Linked DNA regions of Mus musculus: regions 2 and 3 are each linked to region 1. Evidence: chromatin contacts called from public promoter capture Hi-C data. All regions are on one chromosome and are shown on one strand. The core of a region is the stretch at or near the end of the contact, and the rest is flanking DNA. Distances in the headings are between cores, read along the strand shown. Region 1 holds the start of Gstm1 (glutathione S-transferase, mu 1). Region 2 holds the start of Clcc1 (chloride channel CLIC-like 1). Region 3 holds the start of Tmem167b (transmembrane protein 167B).

Region 1 (3,083 bases), core at 372-2,871:
GATGAGCTGCATGCGGGTGTCCATGACCTGGTTCTCCACAATGTCTGCACGGATCCTCTCCTCCTCTGTCTCTCCATCTGCAGCACACACAGTACACTAGGCATCCCAACCTTGCCAAGCCGAGGAGATTATCCCCCATCTCCCACCCTGTGGCCAGCCCCACTCACCCAGGTGGTGCTTTCGGGCAAGGTAGCGCAGGATGGCATTGCTCTGGGTGATCTTGTGTGATCCATCGATCAAGTAAGGCAGCTGGATGGACAAGCAGGGAGGGTCAGATGGGATATGGGGTACCTGAATCCTTTCTCTGGGTGAGAGAAGACACAGGGCCTGACAGTGTGCCTGCCATGGGAAGCCCTCCATGGGCACAGTGTGCACTGAATGAGAGAGCTGGGGCACAGCCCATCACAGAACACTGTGCAGCCAGCAGGGATGGAGCAGGAGAGCAGAAACACTGATCCTAAACCCTCAGCCAGGCCAGGAGATGAGGTGAGATCACCGTGTCTTCCCCAAACCTCTCCTCCCCTGCACCTACATTGGGAAAGTCCAGGCCCAGCTTGAACTTCTCATTCAGCCACTGGCTTCTGTCAAAGTCGGGAGCTGTAAACAAGAAGATGTGAAAAGGCATTACCCCACTGTCCCACCCTTCTACAGATTATCGACCAGTAGCAAGAACCCCTAAGGCAGGGCCTCTGCAACCTGTTACAGAGAGTTACTTTCCAATGTGGAGAAGGGTCTGAATAACAACTGATAATAAAGGCAGCCTGGACCCAATAAGACCCCAGTAGTGAATTCTGTCGAATTATAAATACAAATGGACCAAGGAACTCCATTCTCCATGATCTATATTGGAAAATCAAACTGCACTCTCAAAGAGGTTTCTGGAAGCAGCAGCCTCTATCTTTAGCTAGAGGGAGACCAGCAGGGCTAAATAACGGGAAATCTAGGCATAGTTTGATAGGTAAGAGGGAAGCAGGTGTCTGACCAGGAAGGTGGCATTACCGTCACCCATGGTGTATCTCTTCTCATCATAGCTTGAGTCTGTGTATTCCAGGAGCATGCGGATCGGGTGTGTCAGCTGGGAGAGATGACCAGAAGAGACAGAGGTCAGACATTGTGGGGACTTCTTTGTATGACTTCATCTTCACCCGTTGAGACCTCCCACACTGCACAAACGCCGTCACCCCGCACGTGCATGTGCACACCACACACATACGCGCGCGCGCACGCACACACACACAGCCACCCAAGTGCGTAAACTGAGCGCTGAGAGCTACAGGCAGGAGATTCCAGTGAGAGCTGAAGAGTACCCGCTGTAGGAAGGGCTCCTGCTCTTAAGAACTTTCTGCTTCACATCCCAGTCCCACCCTCCAAGTGGACCCCTCTCTCACTCCGCGGACGTTCCAGTATCCCAGTATCATAGGCATGGTGCTGGTGCTGTGGTCTTCTCAAACTGGCTTCAGCAGGACTGACCTGTGTGTTTGGAGTTGTGACTTTATACAGACTACTAGAGAAACGTGGGCAGGACAAAACAGCGGGTCCCTCCCAACCCTGCACCAATCCCAATTAGGCACTCCCCTTCCTAGGTCTGTAACCAGAGCAGCAGACCCTAAAGCGGAAGGCAGAGGCCACACCCTCTCCGGGAGAGGCGGGGTTAAGATCCTTAGCGGCCTCTGTCCCGGGATTCTGTTTTGCACACGCTGAAACAGAATCTGCTCTCCTGCTTCCCCCGAAACCCTCTTAGCGACTGCCGCCATCGCCGCCTGCTGGATGCTCCCTAGACTAGCTAGCACTTTGCCTGGAGTCTGGCCAGACAGCGAAAGAACATTGGGTGGGTGTTCTCCCGCCTTCCTTTCTTTTGCAGAGCTCGGTTTTCACACCCAGACTGTGGGAATCTGTCATTGGGGAGGCTCAACTCTCAGCTTAAAGACAAAAAGGCGAGAGCCCCCGACCTGAGAGTTTAATGTAGCACTTATCGTCATGGAAAGAACTCTGTCAGTCTGACAGGTACCGGATTTTTGCGCACACAGCCTCAAGTTACAGGAACAGTCGGTGACATGGAAACAACCCCAAGGCAGAGATAAACAGGGCTCCGTATTTTCCTTTAGGGGGTTTGAGAACTGTTATCAGTTATTAAAAAACTAATCTGTATTTTGGCCGTGTTTATGAATCTAAATTCAAGTACCAACCACAGAGGGGCCGGAAGTTTGAGGGAAGCCACAGCTGTGGACAACAGTCAGCTGACAAAACCCAGCAGAGCACAAGGGAGAAAAAGAGCCCACGCTGGGTTGTGCCATAGAGAGGGAGAGCATGTGACCCAAGAAGTTTGCTTTCAAGGGATACCAGGATGCTGTACACATGGGAGCCCAAAGCAAGACCCTCAGCTGTCCCTAAATGCAGGACCTGGCCCAGGCTCCGGACATGCGTTTGTATATGACAGGGTGGCTCAAATGACCTTTCAGGTTACCCTGAGATATATAGTAGTATATCCTTCACAAGTAGTATATGCCCTGTAGTATTACCTTCACAAGGTCAATGTCCTCCCAAGAACACTGTCCTACCTGTTTACTTTCTTTTTTGCAGACAACCAAGAGGCTTGATGGAAGGGGAGACTAAAATGAGTTTACAAGTCAAAGGCCAAGGCTGTTGCTCTGCAGGACGTACATTTTGGGATTAAATCATCCTTTACTGGGACTACGGGGTATGAAGGCAACATATCATGTCACCCACATAGGAGCTGTGCAGTGAGGTTGCAGGGGGCAAGCAGAGGCCATCTCATCCTAGGACATTAAAGAAACCACATGTTCTGCAGGTCTTGGTGAGGATGCACGAAAAGTGACCATGTCACTGGGGCTTTAGCAGCAGTTTGGTGGGAACTACAGGGACATATTTTGCAAGTATGAATGAGGCACTTCAGCAGATTGTCACACACTGTGGGAAGTAGAGAAGGAGGAGTGGAAGAAAGCAGAAGGAATCCATACTGTCTAGGACAAGGACTCAGAGGGCCTGGGAAGGGAGCCAGAGCCCTGGAGCCCTTCAGAGGACAGAATCTATCTGCAGACAGGGATAAGGGCTAGGACAGCAAG
Region 2 (3,083 bases), core at 181-2,680, 640 kb after region 1:
AGCTTCTTTGCCCAAAGCTGAAGGCAGTACTAATGTTTGGGTAAACATAAATATTTGGAAGGCTGCTTGATATGTATGATACATTTAGTCAGCAAAAGAACAGTAGCTTCCCCCCTAGGGCATTGACCTCCCAGACGCAGATTTGATCAGGTCTACTGTGCCGGACATGAATCCCCTCCTATGGAGTGGGCCTCAAATCAAGCTGGAAAGAAGATGGCTACCCACTTAACAGTTTGCCACTATTGCAAATGTGGGTACATCTTGCCTGGGAGGGCAGCCGGGTAACATACAAGGTCACAGCAGGGCAAGACTGCTGGTGACTTCTTCCATAAGGCATCCTTATGTTATGAAAGCTAACCTTCCAGAGTAAGCATTCAGTCCAGTTCCATCTTGACTTCTGTACACACATGGTTGCTACAGCAGTAGGATCTTATCATCTACATCTGAAAGGCTACCAGCCACAGTAGCAATGGGGCTGGAGAAGTGGCTTAGCTGTTAAAAGAACTCAAGTTCGGTTTCCAGCAACCGAGTTTTGTGGCTCAAGATCACCGATAACTCTGCATCTCAGGTACCTGATGCTCTGCTGGCAACTGCAGCTCTGACCTCTGCTGGCAACTGCATTCATATGCAGAAACACAATCAGAATTAAAAAGAAAATACGTGTTGGTGCCACAATTATCTGGGACTTCCTATCTAGGGGGATCCAACCCCCTCTTCTGACCCCTGTATGTACTAGACACGCACGTGGAACACATACTATATGAAGCAAAGCACTCATACATATGAAATAAATCTAAAACGACTACAAATCTTAAAAAGTTGTAAATGATGTATGTATACCCAAGAATACCAAATTAAATACTAACAGTGTCTCATTGCCAGTTAGTTTTTGTATTCATTTCTGGGGTGGGGTTCCTCTTTGGACACTTTGGAAACTGCAAAGCCAGAAGTTGAAGATAAACACAAAACAAACCTTACGTCCAAACTCCCATTTGCCTCCCTCACTATATATAGTACTAGTTAACCATTATCTTCCACTTAGAAAGTTATGTTCGAAGTAGATCTCTCTCTCTATCTCTCTCTCTCTCCTTCTCTCCCTCCCTCCCCCCTCTTTCTTTCTCTCTCTCTCTCTCTCTCTCTCTCTCTCTTTTTCTTTCTTTCTTTCTTTCTTTCTTTCTTTCTTTCTTTCTTTCTTTCTTTCTTTCTTTCTTTCTTTCTTTCTTTCTTTCTTTCTTTCTTTTCTTTCCTTATTTACTTATTACTTATTTACTTATTTAGACGTACTTGGCTCCTTTAGCCACGACCGTCTGAACTGAACTGGTGGTTGGGTAATTGAAAAGCCCTTACTTCAGAGCAGAGGAGCGCGGCCTGGTCCCGCCCCCGCCTCCGCCCCCGCGGCGCAGCCAATCAGCAACGCGCGCGGGAAGGCCGCACAGCTGCGGGCCGAGCGAGTCGATGAGTCCGCTCGGGACTCCAGTCCGAGTGCACCGTGTTTGAGGTAGGCGGCTCGGCGTCTTCCGCGGCCGGGCTGGCCCGGGTCCCTCTGAAAGAGCAGGCAGGACCCTCGACGTGAGTGGGCGCTCTTCGGTGTGTCGGGGCGGCCCGCGGGTCTGCGTGGGAGGCGGCGCGGCAGCGTGAGAGGTGCCGGGGCCTGGGCCCGTGGCGATTCCCTGTTCCGTCTTACGCGGGTAGACAGCGCCCGCCAGTCATTCCCCTTGTCTCGGCTAACCCTGCGAATATACCGAGCGGCCCACCCTGGGGCAAGAGCATCCTTGCTTGTGTTATCTGAAACCTTGGCAGAATCTGCAACAAATACTGACGGCCAAAAAATTATATATATATATTGGATTTGTTGGAGTAATGGTATGAAACTCCAAATTTAATTTGAGTATATTAAGTTAGTTGATGCTGTAAGTCTGTGGGTTTATAATTAGGTGCAAAACGTCAGGTTTTCTCCATGATACTGATTATAAAAGTGCTCTTCTCAGCGTTGTCTGGGCACATATTGGAAATGAAAATTGTCTGGTGGGCGGTGGGCACCCTTTAATCCCAGCACTCCGGAGGCAAAGGCAGGCGGATCTCTGAGTTCGAGGCCTGCCTGGTCTACAGCGTTTCCAGGATACACCGAGAAACCTCGTTTCGAAAAACAAACAAACAAACAAACAGAAAAAAACAACCTCAATTGCCAGGAAAGGACAAGAACACGCGTGAGCTAAATAGCGACTTCCCGCTTCTAAGATAACCGAGAATTTGACTTCCCTTAACCCGGTTAGTCCTGCTTGGCTGGTTGGTTAGACCTCTGATTCTTTGAAATCAGTGACTTTCTTGAGGGTTTCCATTTCGTGGCTGTCAATCAGCCTGCACATCTTAAGAGCTAAGCCAGAGGCCGCCCCTGTGAGAAGCCCCTTTTCTGGTTTTCCCACCTGTGTGATAAGACCCAGCAGAGTTTCCTCACCCGCTTTTGAACCCTAACCTCCAAGGAACCTCTCAGAGCTCAGAGGCCATGGGCATGTTACCCGTTTTTTCTGGGATTGAGACAGTGGTGCCCTTTCCAAGAGTTTTTGTAAGGATTAAAGGAGCATATGTTTCAGTAACAAAATGTCCTCTATTATTGTATGAGTATGTTTTTTTATATACTATTATTGTGCGCACTGGAGTACATGTGTTGTAGTTGAGGCAATGAGAAAATGATACAAACTAACTGGTGTCCACCGACAAGTCATAGAGTAACGCAGGTTTTTTTCATAAACTGAGGCAACATAGGAAGATTTTTGTGATGTTTTTGTTTTTCCGAGTCAGTCTATGTAGCACTGGCTGGCCCTATCTCAGAGACTTGTCTTTAAAATAAGCTCGAAGCAGGTCCAGATTGCAACTTTGGAGGAAGTGTGGGATCAGTTCTAAGTGTTGTTGTTTTCAAAGAGTTCTAGTCTTAGATGACCACCGGCCTCTGACAGGAGGGATTGAATTTCCAATTGATTGTGGTTTTGGTTTCTTCCATAGCCCCCCCCCCCCCCTTTTTGACTTCCCAGCTCATTCTGGTGTGGAATCTAACTCTGGCTGCCTCCCCCCCCCCTTTTTTTTTT
Region 3 (3,083 bases), core at 405-2,904, 540 kb after region 1:
GCCAGGACAAAAGATGGGCACAAAATGGAAGACAGGAAGCACTGGTGTCCATGAGGCAGAACGATGCACCCCTGGAACACTGGTGTTAGCTAAGTGCAGCCCAAGTTACAAAGGGGAAAGGGAGCCCATATCCTGCTTCTGCTCCACACAGCGTCCTGCTGTGTAGGCAGGGCTGGCCTTAAACTTGTGGTCTGCCTGCCTCCTCCTACTCAACGCTCGGCTTAGAGGCATGCCAAATACAACCTGCAAAGCCCACTCTCAAAACAACAAAACAAAAATGTATCTGATGCTTAGGTGACACAGAAAGCTCTTAGTTCTGCTTCTTACATGTGATACCCAGGTAAGCAAAATGAATTACATAAAGGCAGATTTTATTCAGTAATCAACTGTGCCAGAATATTTTATTTCCTAGTTTACACTATGTCTTCCTCCGTTCCTTCTTTAACTTTGTGTACTATGGTAAGACTGACTACCCAGAAAGCTTCAAATGGATATTATATACAATCAGGGTCTTTGTCGGTTCCCGCCAGTTCTGGACTATACTGACTTCTTCCAGTGAAACTATTTCACAGCTAGTTCCAGTATATCAGTCAGCTCACAGACAGTTTCTATGGATGCCTTTATGTCTTGCTCTTTTACTCCTATAAGTTAAGAGACAATGCCAAAATTCACAAGGAAATGACATTTCAGTCTTCAGTGTCACGTCTATGGAAGTCTATGAGAAATACTTTCCCGAGCCTCTCCAATCATAGTACCTAGAAAAGGCTTTCTTATTTCCGTTCCTGTAAGACTGACTATAAAGGTCTTAATTCATGCTCTAGAACCTGAAAATCATGACTATAAAATTGTTTGAAGCAATCTGGAAAAATTACAAGTGCTCCATCACTAATAAAAGGCGGCTTCTAAATCCACCCTTTGCGGTATTAGCCAGAAGCTCCAGATGGAGCCACCCAACTAGGACTTTAGTCAAACGAATGAAGGCTTTTTTTGGTGTCTTTTAAATTAACAAAATAAACAAACAAACAAAAAACTTTGGGGGTTGTCTACAATCACCTCCCCCGCAAACGGTGGGATTTGATACCATTACTAAGTCCTTTCAACCAGCTTACTGTCAGAAAGTATGAGACCTTAGGGAACTGGATAACAGCTTCTCTCCCCTGGGGACTAACAACATAATTCTATAGTGAACGACCTCCCCAGCGGCCAGAACCAACTTCTAGGAAAGAAAAGAGAGTAAAGGGTGATAACGAAAAGTCAGGTGTGGCACTAGGGTACCTTGATGGGCTTGAGAAAAGAGAAACTGCAAGGAGCATCCCAGACAGGAGTTAGGGGCTCCCCAAGGTCCAGGGGGGCCGGGCTGGGAGGGGGCGGGGGGAACGGCCACGTCAGTCTAGCCCCGCCCGCCACGTTTGGTCCCAGTCCTCTACCGCCACCCTCCGCTCGGGCCCCCAGCTCTCACCGTTCGTCATGGCGGTAGTGCCCGGCTGGGGTGAGGGGTCCGGGTTCAGCTGTGGCGGCTGCAAATGCGGGGGAACCCGGCTCCCACTTGACACTTCCCGATCCGGGCCGTGGTGACGGGGAACGAGCCGTAGTACGCAAGCGCGAGAGCCGAGCGAGAGAAACGCCGAACTCAATCAGGCATAATTAGCTGATCGTCGAGCCAAAGCCTCGCCCTGCCTGCGTAGCGTCTGCGTCCCTACGTAGTGGGAGGAGAGCGTGTTGGGCGAGGCTTCCTTTGTGGTCATGGCAACCGGAAGTCCGCCTGCTTGCTCCTGTCTAATTAGACCGACTGGACCCAGACAGTGTGTTTGAAAAATAAAGGCTGTAGGGATTGCTCTGTGACACATGTTCAGTGTGCCAGAACATGTCGTTCCCCGTTGTATCTACTTGAGAACAAAACTTAGGGTTCCAGTGATTCATGACCAAGAAACAAAAGAAAGCCATCCCGTTTCCTCCAACTTATTTAGGTGACAACTGGTAGTGAAATCAGGTACAGTTCCAAGAGAAAACACTTGGGAACCAGGCTATAATGCGAAGCAATTGCACGTAAGGTGGCGCACGTGTGTATACTACAGCAGGGTCACTGTATCTTACCATACCAAGCTGAAAACGTCACCACTGTCAGGATAGTTGGACCGTTCTTGGGGACACGGCTTGTTTGTTTTGTTTTGTTTTGTTTGTTTGTTTTGCTTCTATGCTCTGCAGCAGTAATATGTGCTGTAATATCTGAAACCCGACGAGAGTTTGAGTGCTGAGGGGGATACCACAGTAGTTGCTCGGACTCCTGGGACAGCCCTTGTTAGGTGGCTTCTTGCGGAAATCTAGCCAAGCTGCCTCTGACTTTCGTAAACGGAATAAGAAACTATAACAAAAGCCACATGCTTCCGATCCTAAAGCTTTCGGTTGTCAGAAGCATTCAGACAGCTTCCTGTTTGTTAGAATGACTTTCTTTTCCTTAAATTACCAGGATAGTTTCCTTTATCTGCAGAGTTTAAGTCATGCTGGCCTCACCTCTTCAGAAATGTACCCTGGCTTCTCTGAAGATGTTTTGACTAGATGATGACAGTCTAATGGTGGGCTGGCGTGCAGGGAACAAAGCTTTAGGTTCTGCTTTGTAAACTGGGACCTTCAATTATAGACAGCTGGGTCTGCTTTTCTAGAGTCTGACTGAAAGTGCTGCACTCAGAAACCTAAGAATTCTGTCCATTCCTGCTACAGTGCCATCTGCTGGCTGTGAACCGCCTGGTTACCTAGAACAAAACTGTCAGAAGACTTGGAATGGACAGTCAAGAGGAGGAAACCACTAGTAGAGTAGCCACAGTGTTTGATGTAGGAAAGAGTACTTGAGCCGGGCAGTGATGGCACACGCCTTTAATCCCAGCACTTGGGAGGCAGAGGCAGGCGGATTTCTGAGTTCGAGGCCAGCCTGGTCTACAGAGTGAGTTCCAGGACAGCTAGGGCTATACAGAGAAACCCTGTCTTGAAAAACCAGAAGAAGAAAAAAAAGAGTCATTGAAAAAAATATACTCAAATTAAGAAATTACAGCATCAAAAACCAAAAGATATATAGAAAAACCCTAACA

The links. Promoter capture Hi-C pulls out the DNA fragments that hold promoters and counts their contacts.
Region 2: a contact with region 1 is called in a promoter capture Hi-C map of liver, with 2.0 times the contacts expected there. The contact joins the promoter of Clcc1 here to the promoter of Gstm1 in region 1. A contact is called at or near these places in 1 of 39 promoter capture datasets (liver) and 2 of 115 datasets of contacts at active chromatin or transcription factors (bone marrow-derived macrophages and pancreatic cancer cells).
Region 3: a contact with region 1 is called in a promoter capture Hi-C map of liver, with 2.2 times the contacts expected there. The contact joins the promoter of Tmem167b here to the promoter of Gstm1 in region 1. A contact is called at or near these places in 2 of 39 promoter capture datasets (the 3T3-L1 cell line and liver) and 1 of 115 datasets of contacts at active chromatin or transcription factors (pancreatic cancer cells).

The regions. Positions count from the first base shown.
Region 1 is chr3:108,016,352-108,019,434 of GRCm38.p6, forward strand. Gstm1 (glutathione S-transferase, mu 1) reads right to left here and starts at 1,622. Exons shown (of 8, transcript NM_010358.5): 1 at 1,389-1,622; 2 at 1,000-1,075; 3 at 533-597; 4 at 168-249; 5 at 1-77. The coding sequence starts at 1,424.
Region 2 is chr3:108,652,483-108,655,565 of GRCm38.p6, forward strand. Clcc1 (chloride channel CLIC-like 1) reads left to right here and starts at 1,431. Exons shown (of 12, transcript NM_145543.2): 1 at 1,431-1,498.
Region 3 is chr3:108,560,812-108,563,894 of GRCm38.p6, forward strand. It overlaps Tmem167b (transmembrane protein 167B), which reads right to left and starts at 1,655. Exons shown (of 3, transcript NM_026198.2): 1 at 1,460-1,655. The coding sequence starts at 1,469.